2 separate regions of the Zea mays genome follow, and region 1 is linked to region 2. Evidence: chromatin contacts called from public Hi-C data. All regions are on one chromosome and are shown on one strand. The core of a region is the stretch at or near the end of the contact, and the rest is flanking DNA. Distances in the headings are between cores, read along the strand shown.

What was found. Hi-C and Micro-C count contacts between places; a contact is called where the count stands out from the background.
Region 1: a contact with region 2 is called in a Hi-C map of leaf, with 2.9 times the contacts expected there. The contact joins the promoter of LOC100283267 here to the promoter of LOC100273453 in region 2. A contact is called at or near these places in 10 of 25 Hi-C or Micro-C datasets (bundle sheath, ear, leaf and 2 more).

The regions. Positions count from the first base shown.
Region 1 is chr6:156,450,073-156,457,386 of Zm-B73-REFERENCE-NAM-5.0, forward strand. It overlaps LOC100283267 (transmembrane BAX inhibitor motif-containing protein 4), which reads right to left and starts at 3,826. Exons shown (of 4, transcript NM_001156405.2): 1 at 3,383-3,826; 2 at 1-49. The coding sequence starts at 3,692. It also overlaps the pseudogene LOC100381762.
Region 2 is chr6:156,314,910-156,322,240 of Zm-B73-REFERENCE-NAM-5.0, forward strand. It overlaps LOC100273453, which reads left to right and starts at 3,715. Exons shown (of 5, transcript NM_001147890.1): 1 at 3,715-3,896; 2 at 4,731-4,931; 3 at 5,083-5,249; 4 at 5,472-5,742; 5 at 6,111-6,489. The coding sequence starts at 3,896. The coding sequence ends at 6,379.

The sequences.
Region 1 (7,314 bases), core at 2,576-5,075, 140 kb after region 2:
ACGAAATTGTGTGGGTGCTTGTGCTGATAATGATACAATGGGATCATCACTGCAGAAAATATTAGAAAAGAAGTTAGTGAACACAAAAAAAACAGCCTACTAATACTAGAAAATAACAAGAACGGGAGTCCCTCCGCTCAGATTTTAAGCAAAAGAGAAGGGTATATTTTGGTGTATTACAACCTAAGAGGATACAATGACACTGGACAGCTTCTTATTAACACAGGAAGATAAATCTATTGCTTTCATAGTTTCATTAATAACTGAGACTGTTTCCTCCATAATCCACAGGAAGATAAATCTATTGCTTTCATTAACAAAACATTCTCCTACGCCTGTATACCTGGCAAACAGCACACCAAAAATTCAAACCCCAAAAATTGGTCAACCCATATTACTAAAGTGCCTACATTTTTCATTTACTTGACATCATTGTCTTTTAACTGTTAATTCTTGATTAACTGCCAGAGAAACTAATATATTTAAACACAGATTGGTAGCAAAGTATTTTTTATTACATGTCTACTATGCCACTTCTTTGCTACATAAATAAATACTCCAAACAATTATCACTGGACACAAAACCAAGATCAGTGATCAGTCAAAGTCAAACGAACAATATCAAGCAAACGAAAATGGATGGGAGCATGTATACAACTGATTCTCAAGAGCTGTCCCCCCTACCTCCCTATCCTAACTCCACAATCAACTTCTACTCTTTATGTATGAACGACAAAGAGGGTAAGATAATAGGGATAGCTCCTTGAAATTGAAAAATGAGACCTAGGTTTCATGCCTCCTTAGCAAGATACCATTATTTTCTCGTATTCTCAAATGATTCCTCAACACAAATCTCACTATCAGAAATGCTGAATCAGCCTTCTTTCTAAGCCTTCATTGTGCAATTATCTCTTATGATGTACATGGATTCTTGTGTGGGAAAGTAACTAAACTCAGGCCAATTACAACTTAGGAGCGACTCCTATTGCTAATTCCAATTCGACAGAGAAGCAGGTTTCACTGTCGATAAATAAAACAGTATAACAATAACAAAACGTTGAGATAAAGCACAGTACTACATCACATATCTCCTGTCCAAGTTTGACATTAGTATTTCTTCATCAGCAACATGATCATAATACACCAGATTATCAGCAAAATAACACACAACTAAACTTCCTGTTAACATGATACAACATGTGTTAAATCACGGCAACTTGCTGTCATAATCATGTGAGGCCATTATCATGTTACTAATGTGCTGCAACATCATTAATGGGCAGTTGAAAATCAATCACTCAATCACATAGAATCAAACTAGAACAAGAGAGAAAGGAATTAAGGAACTAGTCTGCAAGTGGCATCATCTTAATACTGTAATATGTTTTTCCCGGGTGAACAGTTTAGCTAAACTAAGGCCCATTAGAGGCAACCAGCTACAAACTGCTGCTTCTATCGGAAAGGGAACCTCTGAATCTCCTTATAATATTCAGAGTAACCCTTATACTGGGGGACAGGGATCTCGTCAACATGCAATATCAAGAGCATAAATAAAGTTGAGATAAAGCTTGGGACAACGATGCTTCTCTCTCATTTCAATTTATATTTTCATTGAATCATCAGCAACATGACCATGATATCACAACACGTTATCAGCACGATAACGGCCTCACATCGACTTACCAGTAAGTGGTAGGTCAAACATGTTAGATGGAGGCAGCCACTAGGACGCCTATGTGAGACCATTTTCACTTTGTAACATGTTGCAACGTTAGGGCTGGGTTGAAAAATGGTCAAGAAAAATATTAAATTGGAACAAGAGAAATCGGTACCAATCCAACCTCAATTTTGTTGTGCAATTTGCCCATTTTAATGTTGTGCCACGGGTTTAACTAAACAAAAACTCATAGGGATGCAATTGGTTCCATATACTGCTTATTCATGTACCCACTGAAGTTCTCCAACACCTGACATCAAAGAGCCTCATTATACTTCTAGTATCAAATTCACAATATAGCTGAGAGACATTTTAGGACTAAAACACATTTCTCTTCTCCCAATTTAATATCCATTTTATCATTGGTAATACAACCGCGAGTCCAACAACATGTCTTCAGCACAATAGTGCTCATGTAAGCTTGTTGGTAACATGATGCAGAACATGTTAGACCAAGGCAAGTTACCATGTAGCCTGAACGAGATCATCTACTCATAACGTGTTGCAATACCATGATAGAATTGCCAAATATCAGTTGTACGCAATCATATAAACATTATTAAACTGACACAAGAGACAAGTGCAAAATAACATCCTTTAGTGTCCATAAATACAGTGGCGGACGCAGGACCAAAATTCATAGAGGGCCAAGAAGACTGCATGACAAAATCAAATAAGACCGTAAAAAAACTACTTTTGCATTAAATTCAGGTTTCATATCAATACAAGATAGAAGTTTAAAGAAGAAAACTATATGAACAATCCTTTCATATTTGATCTATTATCATATTGTTGGCTCATACTATCTATTTTAAGGCTAACAGTTTATTTTATAAAATATCAAACAATCCTTATCCTATTGTATTATTTATATTCAGAAAACTAAAAAATTTGGGGCCAAAAATTTGGATGCCCTGTGCTATTGCCCATTTATGCTGCACAGTAGACGAGCTTGCAAGTGCCGTACTGTCGTGACGACGATAAGCAGGGCGGGGCGCCAGGAAGGGGGCATCCGAACGGACTGGCTTGAGAAGCGTCAGAATGAATGAGGACGGCTGGATACATGCAAGGACTAGGTTGGGGAGGAGGACGAGATCGGATGGACTAGATAGATTCGACGATAAGGTCAAGAACAGGACTGTTTTAACTCACGCAAAACTTTTTTTTTCTATACTTAACAGTAGATGTACATTAGGTATAAGAGATTATAGATAATTGAGGGGGGGGGGGGGGGGGGCATGGCCTACTTTGCCCCCCTACACCTATGGATCCTCCCCTGCATAAATAATATGTGACTAAATTAAAGTACTAGACCTAGGAAGCCAATTGCCCCATACGGAACCTTAGTTTAGGCAATATCTATCCAGTAGCAAAGCAAAAACAATCTGAGCAGATTTCAGGTTCAACTTGGATCGGCTATATCCAAGATCTATATGGCAAAGTCCTGATCCAAACAGCTATTCATCATAAATAACGAGAAAACCTAGTAGGAGCACTGCATCGACCACTCTAGAATCTGGATCCAACCAACTCACCTAACTTATCGACAATTTGAGTAGTTTCAGCAACACATCTCCATAATCAATTGATGATGACCAGAAAAGAGTAGATTTGCCCACCCAGCACATCAAACCCCGACACCGGATGGAGAACACGGGCGCTTACGGATGAAGGGCAGGACGGCGAGCACGAGCGCGAGGCCCGGGGAGTCGGAGAGCGTGGCGTTGAGGGTGGGGTGGAGAACGGTGAGGGCGGAGACGGCGGTGGTGAGGAGCAGCTGCGCAGCGAGGATGCCGTAGACCTTGCGGACGAAGCCCCATCGGAGGGCGCTCTCCCCGCGCGAGATCCCCGGGTACAGCGTCTCCCCGGTCCCGGCCTCCAGGTCCACCACCGACGCCTCCACCTTCTCCTTCATCTCCGGCGCGCGGCGGTACCCCGCCGGCGCGAGGGGCTGCATCTCCGCCACCGATGCCATCTCTCTCTCCGACGGGGGTTGGGTGCGGTGCGGTGCGGGGAAGGGGAAATGCGGATTCTTCGCGCGAGACGCGGTTTGCGCGTAGCTGTGTACCTCCGTGGGGAGACTTTGTTGAGAGGCGGTTGGGGATTTTGTAGATTTGCTACGAGCACTTGTGAATCCTGCCAAACTTGTCCTCGGCCACTGAAAAGTAGGGCCAAATCGGGCGGAGGTGGGCGGAGCACTCAAACAAAAGCTCGTGCACTACGCGAGCCTAGGTAAGTTCCGTGCTCACAAATTATTATTTTTCTCATGAGAGAATAAAAACATCGACATGAAAAATGCTCTTGTAGCTGTAGTTGACCTTTGCATAAGTACTACTCCCTTCTGATTAAAGAAAGATGTGTCGCTTTGATCTCCTCCATATAGTTCAGATTAGTTCTTACCTATCAGAAACTTTTTGAACTTTGGTTTGGTCATATTGATAATATGTCAATATAAGATGATACCACGCTCCCGGTATTTTTTCCATAATAAATGGTTGGTCAAAACTCATTTTTCAAACCGCGTCAAAGATTTTACCTTTCTTATATGCTTATTTTTCATATGGTATCCAGTTCAGGGGTGTATACTAGCCTCTGGCCACCCAGCCTTGGCCCCGCGCTTAGCCCTAGAAAACTCTTATTCACCTCTCAATTTTTTGGCCCAACCGTCTCTTCTAACAGCCCATAGATCGACTAGTACGATCACATCTCCCGGCTGGTTTCGCCCCTGATCTAGTTTACTTTTTATGGCTAGTTTTTACTATGCATTTCATTTTGAACTAGGTGAATGCTCGTGTGTTGCAACGGAGACATAATATCATGGTAACTTATGTACATCTAGATAGTGTTAGGTAATACTTGAAAACAAACGATATATATATTATCTTCGATCTTAGTATCTTATAGGTATGTGCCCGTGCATTGCAACAAAACATAAATTTACATAAATTAACGAGCCTCTAATGGCTCAGAGCTCTAGTGACAGGCGATGCGAGCGCAATGGTAATGGAAACCCTCATGGGGAACAGTGTCTTGCAGAGGAGCGCGAGTCCGAGTGAGCCACCACTTGACGCCTTGAGCTCCATCGTCCTGTTGTGAGGATGCATTTGCCACGAGCTCCCTATATAAAACGGGTTGTTCAGATCATAATAACTAAAATAATAGCGTGCCAAAACTTTTACTGCTACGATTAAAGACTCAGACAATAATGAGAAAGCTAACAAATATCCTTATCTAATTGCCTCATTCTTCCATGTCAACATACGGAGGAGAATAGAATTGGTGTAATTGGATGAATGTATTGCATTGAGCCCTTTAGACAGTTTATATAGCATTACTTAGAAGATAAGACAACCCACGAATACATATGTCAAACTATGAGACACAACATCTAAACTACCAAATATTAACACATATGGCAGTCTACGAGACACAATATCTAAACTACCAAATATACTCTAACAATATACACGATGTACAGGATGACGATCCCCTTCAAATATGGTTTCTCATACATGGATGGTATATATGTAGACTCTGATCCAGGATAATAACATGTTTATTTTTGTAAAATCCGGACAGGAGGAAAGTCAAATGCTTTTGATGTTCCTTCCAAACAACTTTTGGAAGATAAATCAGGCAATCGGCAATATACAATAAAAACATGCTTAAATTATGAAAAGGAAGCCAAACAAATGTTAAAGTTACCTCGGCACAAGCTTTTGGAAGAACAAGGCGCCCTATGCGGCCTGCATCACTCGCACTCAGGACCTTCTCGAACAATGGAACGACTGTGGAATTTGAAATTGCAAAATATAGTCAAGGAAGATAAAAGAAAAACTATATCTGTTACACAAGAAATTTATGCACCATATTATACGTGTTTAAGCCTAATGAGCTATTCTAGAGCCTTGATGTATAAGTTACTAAATGTCTGAGATCAATGTCACCATGAAGTTGACGATTTCAAATGTATGGAGACCTTATCAAGGATACTCTCCAGATATTTGTTGCAGCTCTTGGTCTGTTATTCTTGGCCAATACCGAGGAAGTAATTGATTGCGACCCCTTCCTTCAGCAGGTGGTCTAGCAACACGAAGATGCGGAAACATGTCTCTAGTTGGATCAAAAGTTGCACCCTCACCAACCCTTGGTGGTCTGGTCGGGAAATGCCGAGCCCTTTGTGGGGGGACAGTGCAGTGGCAAGATCTCTTCCTTCAGCAATGGCTGTCGTTGGCGATAGCATAGGTCTTTCCGCTGTTGAAGTAGCCTCCATCCTGTTTCCATTGTTTGCAATACCTAGGTTCATGCTCAGACATGCCTCTGGAAACGATTCACTTGTTGTGCTATCTGTAGTTGGATCCTTATTGTCATCTCTTCGAGTACACTGAGGTGACTCTAATGCACTTTGAGACCTAGTTAGTAAAGGTCTTCCCATGTCCCCAATATTAAGGGTTGGTTGTTCCCATTTAATCTGCCTTGGACCATTCTCTATCTCTTTTTGTCTCAAGATGTTACTGCTCTGTCCAGCCTCTATGCCGCTTACCATGAACAAGTGATTACTCTTATTTACAATAGCAATATCATCATTTCTGGAATCCAACATAAGAGAGGGTGGTTGTCCAAATTTTCTACTTGACAATAACTCGTCGCTTTTACCAAAAAACAGCAGATTGTTTGGACATGGAAAAAGCTTTGGAACCACTTGGCCAGAAGCCTGTAAAAATATATAATCAGAATATTTGAAAAGTAAAGGTGAATAATGTGACAAAAAGGGACTTACAAACTGAGCTACTGAATTTTTCATACAAGTGACACATTTAATTCCTCCACTGTCAAGTAGATCATAGGAGTTCTTTGAAGCAACACATCCACAATGGAGGCGCTGAAACAGTAGAGTTTCATAAGAACACTGTGGCATCACAAGAATTTGCAGAATCGATTCCTCTGCAGTCGACCGCATGAGTGACAAAGTCACCGCGGACTCAGACTACACTCAACTGCAGAGGATCTCATCGCAGAATTTGCAGGCTTGGGTCACCACCTCACCTTGCCACAAAATGAGCAGTCTCTCCATCCTGATTCCTTTTGGTGAAATATATCACAAAACACAAACTGTTCATATGCCAACCTAGGTGCACCAGAAACCACACAATATAAATTACGGGCCAATCTACGTAATCATCATATACAAAAATTATCCATACCCTTTTTTCATGAAAAATACATCTATTTCCCATCTTTTGGCAACAACTACCTCTCACTTTTGAGATCTGTGCAATGATGGCAATGACTTCTTGCCTTCTCGGAGACTTAAACATCGCATGACTGCAACCCAACGCTAATCTCTTGACATGTCAGGGACAAATATAACCAGAAACAAAAATTTTATTTAGGTGGCACCATATGTGTCTTGTTTACCATAGCAGCCCCTCCGTCTATATTCCAAATACGAGGGCGTTGATGGAGGCAGCAGATCACGGCGACGACGAAAGAGCGAGGATGAGCTGAGCGGAGGGGGAGGAGGGCGTTGATGGCAGAGCAGATCACGGAGACGACGAAAGGGCGAGGAGGAGCTGAGCGGAGGGGGAGGAGGGCGT
Region 2 (7,331 bases), core at 2,465-4,964:
CGGCCGAATCAACGGCCGTCTGTCCCGAAGTATGGGACGCGGCGGGAGACTCGCGGGGCCTCGCAGGTAGATGCTCCTCGAACTAGAGCCGCCTGAACCTGAGGCGTCCTGCTGCTGGTCGTCGTCGTCCTGCTGGTCGTCGTCGTCCTGAGGCGCCGGCTGCTGCTGCGCTGCCTGCTCTGCCTCCTGCTGCTGCGCTGCCTGCTCTGCATCGTCCGCCGTCCTACTCCTCCTCCCCCTCCTCCTCCTCAGGAAACCGCCCACCATATTTGTCCAACAACCTGCAATTAAGAGTAAACAAATAAGCACATATAAAAAGATGTATTTAAAAACAGGTGCGAAATAAAAAGTCATATAGCATTACATCGATTAAAAATAATCTTCATATGTGTCGGGGTTAGCCGGATCAAAACTCTCATCATCACTATCAAGCATTTCAATCTCAACACCATCGGAAGACGCAACCTCATCATTGCCTTCAAGGATTACTAAGTCATTATCATTTTGCACCTCATCATCCTCCTTATCAACAACCATTTCAATATCTACGTCCATTCCGATAGCTTCTGTTAAGTCTATCTCAAATCGCCCTTCTAGCCCATCTTCTTGGAAGAACTCTCCATCATATGTGTCCGGGTCTAAGTTGTAATCTTCATCGTTAGGAACAGGTAACCTCCCATGCGGCGATACCTTATACACAACATCCCAACCCTTAAGATGTTCTTTCGTTTGACACGCATATGGGAGATAATACACTTGTGTGGCCTATTGGGCCACGATATAGACATCGTCTCCTGCTAAGGTGGAATCTTGTCGAATTTCGACTATCCCAAGATTAGAATGTGTCCGTCTCGTCACTTGAGGGTCAAACCAATGACATTTGAATATCACTGGAGTAAGAGGTTTGGAACCATAAAAATTGAGCTCATATATTTCTTCAATTCGTCCAAAATAATCGACATTGTCAAGCCCCGGCGTAAAGACTCCAGAACACGTTGTTTTCCGATTGGGCCGACTTTGGTCGTAGTGTGTTGTGCGAAAACGGTATCCATTGTTGTGCGAAATCTAGTTATTTCATGTGGATCTCTTAGGTTTCTACACATAGTGTCTCACAACTTTCTCCAAACATTCTAAAATTTTTATCACAGCCTATACATATGATATCATGACACGTGGACAAGTTTCATGATGTTCTGACTTTGTTTGTGTTTTATACAATTTTTAAACATGTGGATGCCAAGTTCACGGCCATGTTTAGTGAGCATGTTGCTCGAAGTTTCCGATACGCTTCTGCAATCGGTCGTAACTTATGCTAAGTAACATGAATATCATTTTTTCATGCACGGTTTTCCAAGTTTCGAGTGACCTGCAGTTCAAATTTGAATTTTCCGAAGAAATTCAAATAAACGAACTAAATCTACTAACTATGTAAACTATGTTATAATTGTCCACAAATGATACATGTAGGTCTACATAGTGTAGGAACATACCACAAAAAGTTTGGGAGACAAAATAAAAAAAATGAAAATACACTTTGCCGAGTGTCTAGGTATGACACTCGGCAAAGAGGGCTTTGCCGAGTGTCTATTACGTAGCACTCGGCAAAGAAGCCTCTTTGCCGAGTGCCAGCCGTTGGCTCTCGGCAAAGACTGACGGCCGTCAGCTCTGGGACGGCCGCTGACGGCCCTTTGCCGAGAGCCCCGTTTGCCGAGTGCGTTACACTCGGCAAACTTGTCTTTGCCGAGTGACTACCTGTGCCGAGTGTTTAGCACTCGGTAAAGGGGCTCTTTGCCGAGAGCCTAACTTTACCGAGTGCGGCACTCGGCAAAGCCTTCTTTGCCGAGTGCCCGACAAAAGGCACTCGGCAAAGAATGCAACACTCGGCAAAGCCTCGGATTCCGGTAGTGTATGAGAAAAAGGAAAAAAATCGGGTCGTGCCAGATCGAGCCCGCCGTGGCCTTAGGCTCAGGGCTGGCAGGGCTCGATAGCCAACATGCCAGGTTGTATTTATGCCGGGCTAAAACGGTATCGGGTTACGGGCTTATCGGATGGTCCGACCCGTTTAGACATCTCTAACTGCTATGTTGCCGTGGAGAACTTGGCTTTTAAGAAATGAGGTGGTCCATGGTACAAAGCTTATGCTTGTGGCTGTATCTGTCAGTTTCCTTTAGAATTATGCTACTTCTCTGCTCCTTAGCTGATATCAGACAATGGAAAAAGGACCTAAAGGGTAAGCGAACTATCCTTTTTAGTTTCTGAACAAAGAAGTGGAAGCACAGTGTGTGCCCAGTCTTTTCTAAAACTTAAACATAACGACTAACCAAAATAAAATGGAATTAAACTAACTAGTCTAGCTAAAATTATGTCGTCGCTATTTTTACTAGCACTTTATAAATATATTAGTTAAACAATTAAGATATCGAGCTAGATAGAACTATCTTAAATAATTCTAGCAAGCAAGGTCTTCTAAACAATTAGTACTAAACAGAGATCTTATACATACTAGTGAGCAACCCGCATAAAGCTTAAGCGCATTAGCACTACTTAGACAGCAAAGCTATACAAACTAAATTATGTACCCAAAATAAAGAGTACGAAACAAATAACAATTAAATCTAGAAAATAGCTGATATGGTACTAATATTGCTATGGGTTAAGACTACAGTTTGCAGTGCGAAATAGAACGAGAACTAATACAACACTAACATAAATAGAGCCATAAATCTCTTTTATTGAAACCTGACACCAATTAAATGTCCTATGTGCTTCATGGGTAGCTTTTTTACCAACACGTAGCACCACTGTGATATGAGGTGAAAAGTCATTCGACAACAGGCCACTACAATATTGGTTTGGCGGCGTTCACCAGGTACATACCATGTATACAATGCGGATAAATCCTGAGCCACGCGTTACACACATGTCTAGGTAGCCTCTCCTCAAATCCAAAGAAGCACTTGCCATTTAGGTGTAATCGGATTAGATACAGACGGATATTGCTTCTTCTATATTTATTTTTATATTTTCCTTTCGGATTAGAATCGGATATAAATATTATCAAGTGTCGAATAAAATTTAAATAGATATTGATATTTTAAATCGAATATCGAGTAACCAGGCTTTTGAAACGAATTGGATCTCAATCCTTCTATACGGATCGAGTTCCATAGCATTTACCTCCGTACTTGCCGTTGTAAGGAAACAACAATGTCTAAAATCGAGATTGGTTTCATACGCCTGTACTATAAAAATTGTTTTTTCTTTCAACTTCTATAACAGTTTCCCTACGTACCCCTGCCGATCGATCTCTGTAGTTACCTCCGAGCCATTTACCAACCCATACTCAGAATATCTTAACACCATAAGGTCCAAAGCTCAAAAGTTACCAACAAAAGGAGGCACCCATTTTAATCATTAATGGCCTCCCCCTCCGACACCCCAGACTCAAATCAAATCTGCCTTGTCTCTGCTGCCCCAGCCCCAACTCTGCTCCAAAGCTTCAAGCATCAGCAACCCCCTCCACCACCTCTTCCTCCTCGGTCCTCACCTGGAGTTGTAGCAAGCAGCACCACATCATATCACAGCAGAGCAGAGAGTGGGGTGAAGCAGGGAGCTGGGCAGGAGAGCCCCAACGGCCTGTCCTGCCGCGGCCATGCGTTTCTCTGCGCTGCTCCTCATCGTGGCGCTGCTCTGCCTCGGCGGCGGCGGTGGCGGCCGCGTGACGGCGTCCACCGAATTCAACTTCCCGGCGGTGTTCAACTTCGGGGACTCCAACTCCGACACCGGCGGGCGCGTGGCCGCCGGCTTCGAGTCCATCTTCCCGCCCTACGGCTCCAGCTTCTTCGGCGGGCCCGCCGGCCGCTTCTGCGACGGCCGCCTCGTCATCGACTTCCTCAGTACGCCCGCTCTCTCGCTCCCTCTCTACCTCCTCGACTCCATCTCCTTGAATTTCACTCGTTACTACACCGACCGCTACCACCCGCGCTGCGCCCTGTGATAATCGGTGCACCGTGCGCCGGCGGATGATTGTATTCTTGAATCTGCCTTGTTGATAGCTCTTGGCGCCCACCGAGTGCATCAACAAGACAACAAGAAACCGGTCCCTATACGAATGGTATTGGCTACCGTGTTCAGTTCGTCCGCGCGGTTGTTGGGAAAAAAAAATGGACGGTTTAGTTAGGCTGGTGCGCAGCCGGACAGGACAAATACACCCGTGCGGTGGTTAGGCAGCGGAGATTGACGCATCATTGCGACCTCGCAAATGGTCCTTGTCTCCCTGGTGGTTGTATGCTCTGTTCCAACATCCGTTGAGGAACTGCGCTTGGTGTGTGTGGTCCAGTTCCTGCAATTAGCGTGGTTGTTGTTCGTCGCGGCATCTTCGTGGGATTTGGTAGATCTGCAAGAAAGTGAGTGCTGCTTTTCAATGGAGTTCTTTAGCAATCAGTGAGATTTGGTTTGCCATAGGCCGCCTTCTTTTCCTGGGTCTACTGATTGAGCCCTCCCAGTCCCATGTGCTTGCCATTAAGCAACTTGACAATCAATGAAAAGGTGAGGGGGTCCGAAGGAGTAATTACGAAGCAAATAACTTGACTGTGCAGATTTATTGCACTGAATAACAGAAATGACACACAAAGTGTTTTTTTTTAAAAAAACTTTAGACAGAAAATCAAAAGGATATACCTCTCCTCTTCGTAACATAGAATTCTTATCTCATAAATTCGTTCGTGCAGTGGAGGCAATGGATATGCCACTCCTCAACGCGTACCTGGATTCTCTAGGCACGCCAAGCTTTCGGACCGGCGTTAATTTTGCTCAAGCTGGATGTTCGATCACACCAGCAAAGCCGACATCAGTCAGCCCATTCTCATTTGGTCTCCAGATCAAGCAGTTCTTCGCCTTCAAGAACAAAGTCACTAAGCTCCTGTCTGAAGGTACGGCCTCTCACTTTGTAAAGTTGTGTGGGTTACCAAGCAATGTAGGAATATCGTCTCCAGCTGATAGCCAACCAAAGCCTTCTAGATTGAACAACTTGAGACTAGAGAGGTATGCTGGTGAAGTAACTTTGTTTTTTTACTCGTGCAGGAGATATGCACAGCCGATACATTCCTCAGCAAGATTACTTCTCAGAGGGACTCTACACGTTCGATATTGGGCAGAATGACCTTGCTGGTGAGTTCTATTCAAGAACAGAGGACCAGGTCATCGCATCCATTCCAACTATTTTGCTGGAATTTGAGAATGGTCTCAAGGTTTGTAAAAGATATAGCACTTCTATCCTTGCAGAGCTTCCTATGCCTCTTTCCCCAAAGCTGACTAATTGGTGTACAGGGATCCTACTCTGATGTAAATGTAATTCACTTAGGTCTCCAAGTTCAGAAATTTCATTCTTTCCATACTCTTCCTTCTATATGCTGTCTTGGTGTAAGGAGGTGCTTCACACCTGACCCATTTTCTCTGTTCCTTGACTTCAGAAACTGTATGACCAAGGTGCTAGGAAGTTCTGGATTCACAACACGGGCCCCCTCGGTTGCTTGCCTCAAAACATTGCCCTCTTCGGCAAAGACCCATCCCAACTGGACGAGCTCCACTGTGTGGCGAAGCACAACCGTGCCGCAAAGCTTTTCAACTTACAGCTGCACGCACTTTGCACGAAGCTGAGGGCAGAATTCGATGGAGCCAGCATCACTTACGTGGACATCCACACGATCAAATACAGCCTGATCGCCAACTACTCTCGATACGGTATGTAGCATACGATTTCCATTTCGTGTGCGTGATTATTATCATGCACCCGGATCGTTCAAGATTTGTATCTTGACTCACGAGTGTTATATGATTTGCTTTGAAGCGCATTATAATGAAGCAGCACTATCAATCCAGAACAAGTGCTTGCAATAATAAACATGAACCCCCACTAATGCAGATTCAGGTGGAGAAATAAATCTGCTTTACTTTTGTGGGCATTCTGTATCACTCTGCTTACATGTATTGTGACATCTCACTCGAATGCTAGTGTTTTAGGCCTGTTGCTAGCACATCAGGAAATTATTTCTGTCGTGTGACCAATAACCGAAGAAGCAACTCTGACATCCACTTCTGTTTTTCAACAGGGTTCGAGCACGCCACTCAGGCGTGCTGTGGATACGGAGGCCCACCCCTGAACTACGATGGTAACGTACCATGTGGACACACGGTGTCTCTGGATGGTAAGATGGTCACCGCAAAAGGGTGCAGCGACACTACTGAATTCGTCAACTGGGATGGGATACATTACACGGAAGCTGCGAATTTCCATATCGCCTCGCAGATCCTGACCGGGAAGTATTCTGATCCTCCGTTCGTGGATAAGATGCCGTTCGTCATAAAACCTAGATTCTGATTGGCATACAATTTTCCCTCTTTACTCACCCACTTTACAGCACCGGTTGCAGATACGATGTATACTTATTACTTGCCAATAACCATATATAGCTTGAGTAAAAAAATCATATATACGGCTTGGTTTCAGTTGTCCAAAAGGTTCAGCTTTTTTTTTTCTAACGGTCTTTTCTAAGAATCTGATTATGTAGAGAATTTGGTTGTAAGTGAGTATATAGGATTTAGAATCTGAAAGTAAAGTGTGGATTTCTCTTATTGCGGCAACTCAATTGGTTGTGGGTTCACATTGATTTTAAACATTTTCACCAAATCGATTTTTATATAAAATGGCTGAAAAGTTGGACGTTTGACAGCCTGTGGTAGCTTATGGTGGCTAAAATCAGTAAAAAAAAGATGAAACAAACATAGCCTATAGCTTCTTGTGCTCGATTTGATGATTATATCGCATTATCCTTGTTTGGTTCACTTTTTTCTGATGTGCTTTTATAAAAATCTAGATTCCAGCGGAATCTGGCTGTGAGTATATGTTAAATATCGTGGGGTTTAAGTGAGAAAGAAAATGAATGAGTTCATATAGTTTAGGATCTAGAAAATGACATATTACTCTCATCACGACGACTCGACGGATTTTATGTTCATATTAATTTAGACGACTTTCATCAAAGCAACTTCCATAGAAGTGGACTCAGAAACAAAACATTTGGCTGCCAGAAGCCGATTCTACCGACCAAAACATTGATTAAGCTTAAACAAACACCTCCAATAACTTAGGGGGTGTTTGGTTAGAGTGACTAAAGATTAGTCTCTAGTTTTTAGTCCCACTTAGTCCCTTTTTTGCCAAACACTAGGACTAAAATATGGACTAAAATAATTTAGTCTTTAGTCCTTCACATATGTGCTAAAAGGGACTAAACCATATTAATTCCACATTTACCCCTCATTTAGTTCAATTG